Regions from separate parts of the Mus musculus genome. Here region 2 is linked to region 1. The links are chromatin contacts, called in public Hi-C maps. All regions are on one chromosome and are shown on one strand. The core of a region is the stretch at or near the end of the contact, and the rest is flanking DNA. Distances in the headings are between cores, read along the strand shown. Region 1 overlaps Acaca (acetyl-Coenzyme A carboxylase alpha). Region 2 has its middle 24 kb from the start of Mrm1.

The links. A called contact is a pair of places that touch in the nucleus more often than the background predicts.
Region 2: a Hi-C map of cortical neurons shows a contact between it and region 1, with 2.4 times the contacts expected there. The contact joins two enhancer-like sites. A contact is called at or near these places in 2 of 15 datasets of contacts at CTCF or cohesin (the NIH/3T3 cell line and large pre-B cells), 3 of 484 Hi-C or Micro-C datasets (bone marrow-derived macrophages, cerebellum and cortical neurons) and 3 of 115 datasets of contacts at active chromatin or transcription factors (differentiating embryonic stem cells, embryonic basal ganglia and embryonic forebrain).

What each region holds. Positions count from the first base shown.
Region 1 is chr11:84,322,036-84,327,650 of GRCm38.p6, forward strand. It overlaps Acaca (acetyl-Coenzyme A carboxylase alpha), which reads left to right. Exons shown (of 54, transcript NM_133360.2): 39 at 448-594. Among named protein-coding and RNA genes, the nearest start is that of Acaca, 130 kb to the left of the region's middle. Within about 2 kb of position 2,161, at least 26 of the 459 cell types and tissues checked have an H3K27ac peak or open chromatin away from gene starts, as enhancers often do. A contact at or near this core is called in cortical neurons, where this site is marked.
Region 2 is chr11:84,792,386-84,798,000 of GRCm38.p6, forward strand. No RefSeq gene overlaps it. Among named protein-coding and RNA genes, the nearest start is that of Mrm1, 24 kb to the right of the region's middle. Within about 2 kb of position 2,301, at least 21 of the 459 cell types and tissues checked have an H3K27ac peak or open chromatin away from gene starts, as enhancers often do. A contact at or near this core is called in cortical neurons, where this site is marked.

The DNA.
Region 1 (5,615 bases), core at 911-3,410:
TGGCCTAGAACTGGCTATGTAGTATGTAGACCAAGCTGGTCTAGAACTCTCAGAGATGAGCTTGCTTCAACCTCTCGAGTACTGAGGCAGAGATTAAAGACATGAGGCACCACACCTGGCTGATGCGGTTTGAGATTTTATTTTACTCTCCCTGCGATTGTGTTAGGGTTTTGTATGTGGTAGTGCTCCACTGCTTTTTCAGCTTCATTCAGGAGTTTGACTTTGTTAGATAAGTACCTGACTTTTGACCTACTAAAAATGCTCTAAAAATGGTTCCAAGTATATATTTGCTGAGAGTGAAGGTTGGAGCATTTAGTCCAAGGCTCACACTCTCCCTAGAGCTCTTGGAAAAGAAAGCAGAGTCAGAGTGACTGAGTGTGACAGTGATTTTTATTCCTGTTGAAATGTTAATTGTCACTGATAAGTCAAACTTCTTTCTTCCACTAGTCACTCATCAAACTCTGGGAGTCCATGTCCACCCAAGCATTTCTTCCTTCGCCTCCTTTGCCTTCCGACATCCTGACGTATACTGAACTGGTGTTGGATGATCAAGGCCAGCTGGTCCATATGAACAGACTTCCAGGAGGAAATGAGGCAAGTAGATAAACCCTTGTCCCCTTCCGGGTCTGCGTCCACTAGGACCAACCTGCTGTGAGAGCTGGCATTACACAGTAGGATCTAAGACTCAAGTGGGGATCAGGGCAGTGTTTCGGGTAGATTTCCTCAGAGAGAGAATGGACCAAATCAAAGAGATTACTGTGAAATTCTTAGATACGATAATGGTATTACAATTGTGCTTTTTAAAAAGGGGTATTTTCTGATGGGCTTACATACTTTAAAGAATACTAATGTTTTGGTTTTGCTTCAAAATAGAAGTGAAGGTAGGAATGTAAGTGGGACAAGATTGTGAGTGGATAATTGAAGATACATGAGAACAGATTATTTTTGTTACAAAAATTTGGAATTTTGAGATCTTTAGGTTGCTTTTTTTATACTTCAGTTATTAGGTTTGGTGATATTGTGAGCATGGTAAAGAAGTTCTTCCTAAATGGCTCAGTCAGAGCCAATGGTTTAAAAGAAAGAAGCACAAAGCCTGTTTGGTTGGTTGGTTGGTTTTTTTTTGTTTGTTTATTTTTGAGCTAAGATCTCATTCACTACATTTGCCTAGGTGGCCTGGCACTCACACATAGACCATGCTGGTTTTAAACTCTGCTTGCCTTCTGAGTGCTGGGACTAGAGACGTGTGCTACCACACCTGCCCGATTTTGATAGTTATTAAAAACTTAAAAGTTGGGTAGAAAGGGACAGGGAAAGATTCTGGAATGACTTGGGGAGAAAAATAATATCAAAATATATTTAAATTTTAAAAATAATAAATATATTAATAAAGTATTAGCTTTTGAAAATAAAATAACACATTTCTAGTCATGTGCTGTGTCACACACCAGCATTTGGAAACTGAGGTAGGAAAATTAGTTCAACGTTAACCTAGGCTATATGACTCCCTGTCTTAAAACAAACAGAAAGCATTTTCTAAGATTCATAACCCTCCTCATATAGTACCAAATAATAATGACACAAAGATCTATTCTTGTGTGTCCCTTCATCTCCATGTAGTAAGAGTCATAAGATTTTGATTATGCTTTTAAGGTACAATTGTAGCGATGACAAAAATTTTAACACACCTAAAAGTGCAGATTTTTTTTTTTAAAAATCACAGATTCAGATAATTCCTAGCTAAATTTATTTCTTAAAATAATCTTTATCTGGGTGTTGACTATAAGCAAGCTACCTGATCACTGGAGATACTATGTGAATTTTTTCCATTATGTTCAGTATCTTATTTTTTGGTTCTTTGGAAATAGGGTTTCTCTATGTAGCTCTGGCTGTCCTAGAGCTCACTTTGTAGAATACACTGGCCTTGAACTCTGTCTCTGCTATGATTAAAGGCATGTGCCACCAAGCCCAGCTTCTGTATCCTTTTCTAAAATATTCGTTTTCTGTATAAGGTTTATGGCTTTTTAGAATAGGCAGCAAGAGCAGGTGATTTAGTTCTAGGATGGAGACAAGCACTAGACCAGATGGAGAGGCTTAGAGTAGTAGAGATCTTCCAATCCGGTGCCTCAACAAATGGCAGGAAGATGGGGTGGAAGTGCAGCTGTTGCCGAGAGTAAATGCATATCATCGACACACAAAGCTGAAGCAGAGCTCTGTATCTACTGTATGGCTTCTGCTCACAAGCCCCTCAGCAGGAAAGAAAAGCTTCGTTGTGTTAGTCTGCAATTTTGATTCATTGAATAGCTATTGAGGAATAGAAAGTGCCCTTGTGAACATGAGGCTGAGAGTAAAACAGTTTTAACTAATGTAATTAAAACACTAAATGAGATTTTTTTTTTTTAAGCCACGTGAAATGCTAGCTGCAGTGCTGAGTGAAACCTCTTGCCATGATCTTTCTTCTCCTGCTTTCTCTCTGTTCTCATTCTGTGTTTGAGTGAATGGAGACTGGGGGAATAGTGAAGTCCCAGAGGGACAGAGCTCTGTTCTTGCTGAAATTACAAGCACAGAGCTGCCTGGGCATGAACATGTAGTGTTTACTCTGCCAGTATGAATACAAATAGTCTTATTATACGGAACTCTGTACCCAAAGACCACACACACACACACACACGAACAAAAAAAAAAAAATTAAAGATTTTTTTTAACCCCTTTAAGACCTAACAAACCTTAGGATAAAAGGAGCGGCTACTGCATAAAGGGAGTAGCAGTGTACACTGGCAACCATGGGTTTTCCTTCGCCCAGTAGTTTTGAAATCAGAATGCTAACAGCATTTGTGAAGCTAGCCATTGCTCTGTATCACCTTCTCATCATTCTGTCTTCCCTTTCTTAGTTACATGTTCTCTTTTTTTTCTCTTCTTCTTTTTCTTAGATGATTGACTAGGATTGAGCCTACATGTTAGCTTGCTGTTTCTGAGCCTGAGAATTCAGGAAGAGTGAGGCCGATGTTCTTTTGTGAACAGTCAATAACCAGGGTGGCTGGTGAGGTCAGTGACCTTAGCTAGATTGTGCGACATGGCAAGACAGGAATGAGGCTAAGGTATTAGAAGCAAGCTCTGCTGCCAGTAGCTTGGACATACAATGGAGTGTGTCCTTCGAGAGACCAGTCTAAGGATGGAGTTTCAGCATTTGACTCTGAAGGACAGCTAGCTGTAAGATGACGAGGATCACTAGGTGTCACTAGGATCTATCTCCTCCTGCTGAGCCCACTTTTATCAGGGAACGTTGACTTTCCACTACTGCAGTTTAATTTTCTTTGGCCAAAGAGACAAGTTTGTCATGAGCCTAGCACTCTACATATTACCTGAAAAATGATAGGAGAGAACAAAGAGAGCTCCTTCTGGTGGGATGTGGAGCAAACCTGTCCTTTGCCAAAGAGAATGGGCATCAGAACAAAGCCACGAGGAACAGTTTTATTTAAAAAGGAATAAAAACAAAATGACCTGTTAATGTTGTGAAAGCCAAGGCTCAATGTAAATGCATTGATGCTACGTCACATTAAATCATACTGTAATAGAGTGACGGCTCTACCAGGTCATCATTGTGGGAGATAGTGAATTACCTTGAAGTATTGGAGTGTCTGTGTTTAAAAGCCAGCACATGGATTCCTGAATAGTTTTTCCGTGAATTGAGATGCTCCTCCCCACAGCCAGAGGCAGAAAGCATGCACTTAGTAGACCATTGTTACCTTGTTGGTCAGCCTGTCTTCCCCTCTTTCTTCCTAGGATGGTAAATAGGTAAAAGGTGATAGGACCAGAACTTGGACCAATTCAGTTCCATTTAGTTTTAGGTAACCTGTTTGCTGCTTGAGGAAGATATTGGCTATTTCAGCAGAGATGTGACCTGAGTTCTGAACACTTGTACCTGTGCTAAGAGCACAAGAAATAGCTTTTCTGGCTGTGTTAGCTTACTCCTTCCTGTTTTCCTGCTGTGCCTTCCCCCATCAGGAAAGATGTAACTAAAGAAGTACCACCTAATTCCTGATGAGAAGTACAGACTTTCTTCTTATTGTGAGATTTGAAAGGCATTGCATTTAATATGAATTTAGAGTGGGAATATGAATGACGTGGACCAAATCTGTGAACTACATTACTTGCAAATAGCTCTAAAGATGAGTTGCCTGGATTTTCTTAATAGTTTCAAGTAAAGATGAAAATTGAGGAAAATGTGATTGCAACAGAGACTAAACTGATTTTCTTTCTAGCTGCCCCAGTGCTGCAGTGATGAGCACTGTATGTAAATACACAGCTAGATGAATGTGCGCTGTGGAGCCACTGAGAGACGCAGCCATCCATCCAGCCTGCTTTACTACTTGTTCTGAGGAGTCAGTGTCATCCTTCTACCAGTTTGCTAACCTATTTTGATCACTTGGTGGAAGCTGTAATTGCAGGTGGGAACATTTTGAGTAACACTTCCCAACGCAGCATAGCTGCTTTCTGCACTAAACCTAGTTATTAAAAAGCTCAGGCTAAGATCAAGCCAGCAGCTGCAACGGACTTGACAGAGAACAACTCACTTTGCCTGCTAGGAAAAAGAAAAATCCTGGCTTTCGTGTGGTTACATTCGTGTGTGTGTGTGTGTGTGTGTGTGTGTGTGTGTGTGTGTGTGTGTGTGTGTGTTTTGTTTTTGTGAGACAGGGTTTTTCAGATTTGGCTGTCGTGGAACTCACTTTATAGGCCACACTAGTCTGGAACTCATTGAGATTCACCTGCCTCTGCCTCGCAAGTGCTAGGATTACAGGCATGAGCCACCACCACACAGCTGTTGCATTCTTAACTGTTTTGAAATAAATCCACTGGCATTTTATTTGTTTGTTTATTTGTTTATTAACTACAGTTACACTCGGTCAGTAATCTATAATGATAAAAATTTGATCAGGAAGCAACTCTTGCAGTAACTTTAATGCTAGTGGAAACCAAATCCCTAGAACGTTGGTTTTTAACATTGCTTTTATCGTAATGAAAAACTGGAAATGAGAAAACACTATGCTTAGAAATAGTTATAACAATGATGTATAGTATATGGAACCCAAAACAGGAATGATAATGATAGACTACAGTCCTAGCATGGCCTAAGAAATTTTCCTTCAGGTTTGTTGTTGTTGTTGTTGTTGTTCTGCATCTCAGTATACGGCTCCTGCTAGAGAACCCGAGTGGCTTGGAGGTTTTGTGTATCAGATGGGCACTAGGTGTCAGGGTTTTCCCTCCTCTTCCCGTTAGTAGAAAGACAGGCTTTTTAAAGTCTCCTGCCTGATGAAGCAAACCCACTTGTTTCCTTTATTCTTTATTGTTTACTTTGTTGTTGTTACCAAGGTAGGTTTTTTTTCTAATGTTCCTTTTGGCATTTTAACTCCGGTTGAATATGTGTTAAACCTACCTCATAACCTGGCACATTGCTTTTTAAAGAAAAGAATGCTCAAATAGGAAATAAATTAATATAAAAAAATTTAAAGGCTAGTGGCTATCACAGTTGATATGTCTATTTTATTTCTGCTTTATGTTCTCAGGAGTAAAATGGTGATGATAGTGGATACTAGGAATTCAGCTTTGAAACTACTTAA
Region 2 (5,615 bases), core at 1,051-3,550, 470 kb after region 1:
AAGCAGTTTCTGTTAACTGAATGCCTGGCCCTGAGCCTAATGCCTTCTGGGAATCTACCGTCCATGATGGTCCTATCCCAGAGAGTATTATCCCCATTTTACAGATGAACTTGGAACCTGAAGATGGTAGAGGTTGGGTTAGTCACTTCTCCCATAGAGGCTGATGCCATGAGACGCCTGCAGCTGGTGGGGAGACCTTGTCTATCTGGGTTCCTTCATCCCTCAGCTCTCATAACTACATTTGCTGAGTGTGAAGGATGCTCATTAGCCGAGTCTGCCTCCATAGAGACCTTGTGTTACCCTTCTAGACCCCTCCTGCTTGTCTCTCTCCTAACTGCTGGCACCTCTCCAGCCAGCCTATGTGAGCATCTTCCCTGGGAGTTCGGGGTAACAGTCCCTGCAGCAGGCTGGGGAGCTTAATCCACTACTGCATTTACTCCACGTTCCCAATCCCTGGGGTTTGTGTTTTGTCCCTGTGTACGTGACCCTGTGTCACCATAAACAATACCCAGGAGAGCTGACACATAAAAAGGAAAGGTTGGCTTTGGCTTGGGGATTTAGAGGTTCCTTTGCATAAAGCCATTGTTTTAGGTCACTCCTGGAGGTGACAATGGCCAGGAGCATGTGGCAGAGTAAAACTGTTCACCTCAAGTCCAGGTAAGGAAGATGAGGGGCCAGTGTCCCTTCAAGGGAATACATCCAAAGACGTCCCAGGCCCACCTCCCAAAGGTTTCACCACTTCCTGATAGTGCCAGTCTGAGGGCCAAGGCCTTAACACATGGGCCTCTGTAAGACATTTGAGGTCTAGACTACAGCAGTCCCCAGGGGCTCCCCTGCCTCCGTTTTCTTAATTGTACCAGACATGGTCTTCTGGAAAGAGGGCCTTGGCAGGGCTGCCTTCTGCTTCCTTCCCAAGTTGTTGCTGGGGTTCAGGTTTTCTCTCTGGGTCCACTGAGCCCTGACAGTTACAGAGAGACCTACAAGGGTGAAGGGCAGACACTGTGTGGCCAGACATGGCTGCAAACCCTTCATTTCTGTCCTCCCTTGCTGCTCAGATGAAACATTCTGACCAAAAGCCACTTGGGGAGGGAGGGGTTTGTTTGGTTTACACACCAGGTCAGGAACGCAGGGCAGGAACCTGAAGGCAGGAACTGAAGCAGAGGCCATGGAGGAACACTGCTTACTGGCTTGCTCATCTTGCTTTCTTCTACAACCCAGGACTATCTGCCAGGGTTGACACCACACATGGGCTGGGACCTCCCCCATCAATCATTAACCCTCCAAGAAAATGTCCCCAAAGACTTGCCTGTGGGCAATTCTTTATGTGAATTATAGTCACTTTTCAGGTGACTATAGTTTGTGCTGAGTTGACAAAAAAAAAAAAAGCCAGCACAATTTCCAAGGAGGGAAATGCTAAATTCTAATGCAAGATACTCAGGAGGTTGGACCCCACAGTGTGAGCAGGCTTTGGAGATTGCTGAGAGCCATGGAAGCTTCCACACCCTCCATCCCCAACCCCCCACTCCATCAGTTACACAGTTACATCAGTTACAACAGTGTTTTGGGGGACCTGCAGGCAGGAAGGGATGCAAAATAGAGAACAGGGTCACAGGCTCCTGAGGGTGGCTTTGTGTGAATAATCCTATTTAAGTCTCCTCCAAACTCTGAAGCCGACTGTTAAGATCCCCAAACACCAAAGACAAAAAAAAAAAAAAACACATGTCTCAGTGGATCACCCAAGGACACATGGCTAAGACAGCTAAATAGGACAAAACCTCCCAGACCTCTGAGGCCCATGTCTGTGTCTTGCCCCTGGAGCAAGGTTGGACCTTCCCCTCATTCCCTCAGACTTCCTCAGGCACACACAGCCCAAGTCTCTCAGGACAAGACCAACAAGACACCCTGGGTTCACAGCAATCAGGAAGAGGATAGCGTCTCCACACCAGATAAGCTGCTTAGCCTAGCTCCACAAATGTAGACCCTCTTCGTTCCCCCCACCCACCCTCTTCTCGCTCCTTCCCTTTCTCCTCCATCCTTTTCCCTCTCCCCTCCTCTCCCGCTGATTTCTGTGTCCTTCCCACTGCTGCTGTTTAAGACCTAAAAACACTGGGCTTCACAAGTCGTGGATCAGTGATGCCCAGCCCCCGGTCCCGAGCTTGGCATCTATGTCCAGGTACCCTTGGCGTAGTTCTAGCCCTGGGTTTCAGGCCCAGTGAGACCGCCTTCCTCCTAAGCTGTGCCCACCCTGCCCACTGACCGCGGCGCATCTGAGCATTGACCAGTATCAGAGCGCCACCTAGTGCACCTGGCAGGCAGCTCCAGCTCAGAACCCAGCCTGCACATTGTCTCCGTGAGTGGGATGCTACTCAGGGCGGAAGGGCGGAAGAGGAAGGACTACTAGCCTGGGACACATCTTTACAAAGGACCCTAATGTAGACCTCTCGCATGACATTAAGATGATAGTGCTCCTTCAGTCACGGAGCCCCCAAGATGCAGTGAGCAACCCTTTCCATTGAAAAGCTTTGTTCTGGAGTGGGTGAAACGACTCAGTGTGGAAAGGCACTTGTCACCAAGCCTGGTGACCTGAGTCTCGTTCCTGGAACTGAGATGGTGAAAGAAGAGAACCGACTTGCAGGAGTTGACCTCTGACCTCCACACATAAATAAATAAATAAATAAATAAATAAATAAATAAATAAAGGCAATTAGTGTGTTGTGTATGTGTCCCACCCTCCCATACACACAAATAAATAAATGTACTTTTTTTTAAAAAAATAAATCAATTTCTTTTCCCCATTTTCTCAGTCACAATGTATCCCTAACAAAAGCCCCAACTTTACCACTGACTAAGGCTTAAGATGAATTTTCTGATCTCTGACCAACAGTGTGTTGTTTTGTTTATTGGTAGAAAAATAAATTTCCAAGTGGCCCAAATTTTGACAACCCCCTTTGGCAAGCCTTTATCTTAACAAGAGACTCAAATAACGAACATGGGTGTTGTTTCTCAGTCATTCTGACAATGTCTACTGAGCGATGAGACCAGACAGTAAGGCCAAGCAGATCTGAGTTTGAAGCCTGACTCCATGTCCAGGGTGTGACTTTGACAAACTCACTCAGTGCTTGTGAGCCTCATGGTTCTCATCTGTAAAATGGGGCTGTAATGAGAGTCTTGGAAGATAAGGGATGTGATGTTGTGTACTCCACCACTGAGCTGGGGAACATGTCAGCCACTGGTCAGAACACCAGTAATTGCCATTCTGATCCTTCTTTGTCCCTACGGGCCTCCTTGCCCAGTCACCGCACCCTCCCCCTTACATGGGTGGCCACCACTGTCTAGCTGTCAGAGTTCCTGTTGCAGTAGGTTCTCCATCTCTATCTTCTGCAGGTATTTAATTCCCTCACCCCACCCCTGACCTCTGTAGCTCCACTTTTCCTCTCTGGAAACCCTGACCAGCACTGAGCCCACAGCAGGATTTGTTTTTCTTAGGACAGCCGATACAGAGGACCCAGGTTTCAAGTTCCATCAAGGTACCTTTTCACTTGGCTTGGAGTGCTGTGTGCCTGTAATCTCAGCATTGGGGAAGCCACGGAAAGAGAATCTCAAGTTTGAGGCCATCCCAAGCCTCACAGCAAGACCCTGTCTCTAAAGGAAAAAAGCCATAGCTGTAAACATAGTTCAGTTGGTAGATGGCTGGCCTAGTGCACGTAACATCCTGGGCTCTATCCCCAGCGCCACATAAAACAGACGCCCTGCAGATTGGGCTTCCAGGTTCCTGGGCCTAGCACATCTTTACTAGTCATGATGGTATTTCCTGTTATCCAGCTCTCCAAAGGCAGACGTGGGAAGGTCAGAAGTTCAAGGCCATCCTCGGCTATGTGACATGTTCAAAGCTAGCCTCAGCTACATAAGACCCTGTCTCAAGGGGGAGAGATAAAGCTGTAAGGACATATAATTCCACATTTAACGTAGTCCACATGATGTGTCCTATTTATTGTTTGGGGCTGGGGACATAGCTCAGTTAATAGAGTGTTTACTTAGCCATATGGAAAGTTTGGGGCTATCCTGGGCTATATGAAACCCTGTCTCAAAAAGGGGGAGGCACCGGTAAGATGATTGAGCAGGTGGCAGAGTTTGCCACTAAAGCCCAGTGACCTGAGTTGCATCTCCAGGACCCACATCATGGAAGAGACAACTGACTCCCAAAAGTAGTTCCTTCCACATGCACATCATAGCATGTTGTCATGTACATACACACAAAAATTCTGTGTGTATGTGTGTGTGTGTGTGTGTGTGTGTGTAGCCTCTGCATTTTGTCTGTTGTCATCTTAGTCTTCTCATTTGGGAAACAGTATTGAAATCCCAACTCACACAGTTGGCACGAGGAATAGAGAGAGTCCTCTTGCAGGAGCGTTTGCAAAGAACATGGCAGCTTTTGAGGGAGGCCTGGCTGGTGTTGTGCAGCGCACCTGAGGCACACAGGATGGAAGGTAGCATCTCACCTTGGCAGCTTCCACACAGATGTTGGCTAGGAGGCAAAGGTAAGACAGGCGCTGCTGAAAATTAAAGCCCAGGCAGGATCCCGGTCCACATCCCACAAAAGGATGCAGGATGCACCCCCCCCCCCCCCCCGCTGGAGGTAAGAAGGCAGAAGGAGCTGCTTTTGCCCCAGGTGGGGATGGGAAGCGGGCCAAGCAGGGTAGGGGGTGGTGGTGAAGGACGAACAGCCTCTTTATTAACATAATTATTTTATTTGCAGAAAAGTAATCATCCTAAGTGAGGTCAATGTGACTGGCACAGGACCGGCCCTGCAGGCGGCCGGTCCTTGTTACCATGGCAACGGGGCCGGACCACTTCAGCAGCTGTGAAGGTTTGAAACTCCGGAGGAAGGAGACCCCCAGATCCTTCAGATCCCAAGAGAAGGCTAGAGGAGACATTGAGAGTTCAGAACCCTCTCCTAGCCTTCAAGACGTAGAACAAGAGTCCGGGGTGTGTGTGTGTGTGTGTGTGTGTGTGTGTGTGTGTGTGTGTGTAGGGGGATGGTCTAACCCCAAGTCACCGGGGTTCTGGAGGAGAGGGGTCTCAGTAGCTTTCATCTCATTCCATCCCACGGAGCCCTGGGAGGAAGGGGTTACGCACCTGCTTACAGAAAGCTGCCGCTCAGAGGGGCCAGGGACCCTGCCACATAGGCAGGGTACCAGAAGGTTGGGGAAATGGAGTCTGAGGCCCGAGGCATCATTTTCAGTTGCCTTCAGTGTAGCAATGACAAGGATTAGATCAGGATCTTGAATGACTAGAAAGGCTGTGATGGAAGAATAGACACATGGAAGTCAGAAAGATCTAGATTCAAATTTCAGCTCTCTGCCTTCAGGCCACGTCTCCTTCAGCAATTTGTGCGGAGTCTCTCTTTAACCATTCCTCTCTGCATATCTGACATACCGTCAGCCAGCCTCTGCGAGGTGCGGCTTTGACTAAGACATTTCCCCATCCGGAAGGTGGGCCTGTCCTGGGGACACCTCAATATGACCGAACCATCAAAAACTCCTTCTGTCATTTCCACGCACATCTCACAGAGGATCTGCTCTGGGAAAATACGCCTTGTCGCCAAATCCTCTAGC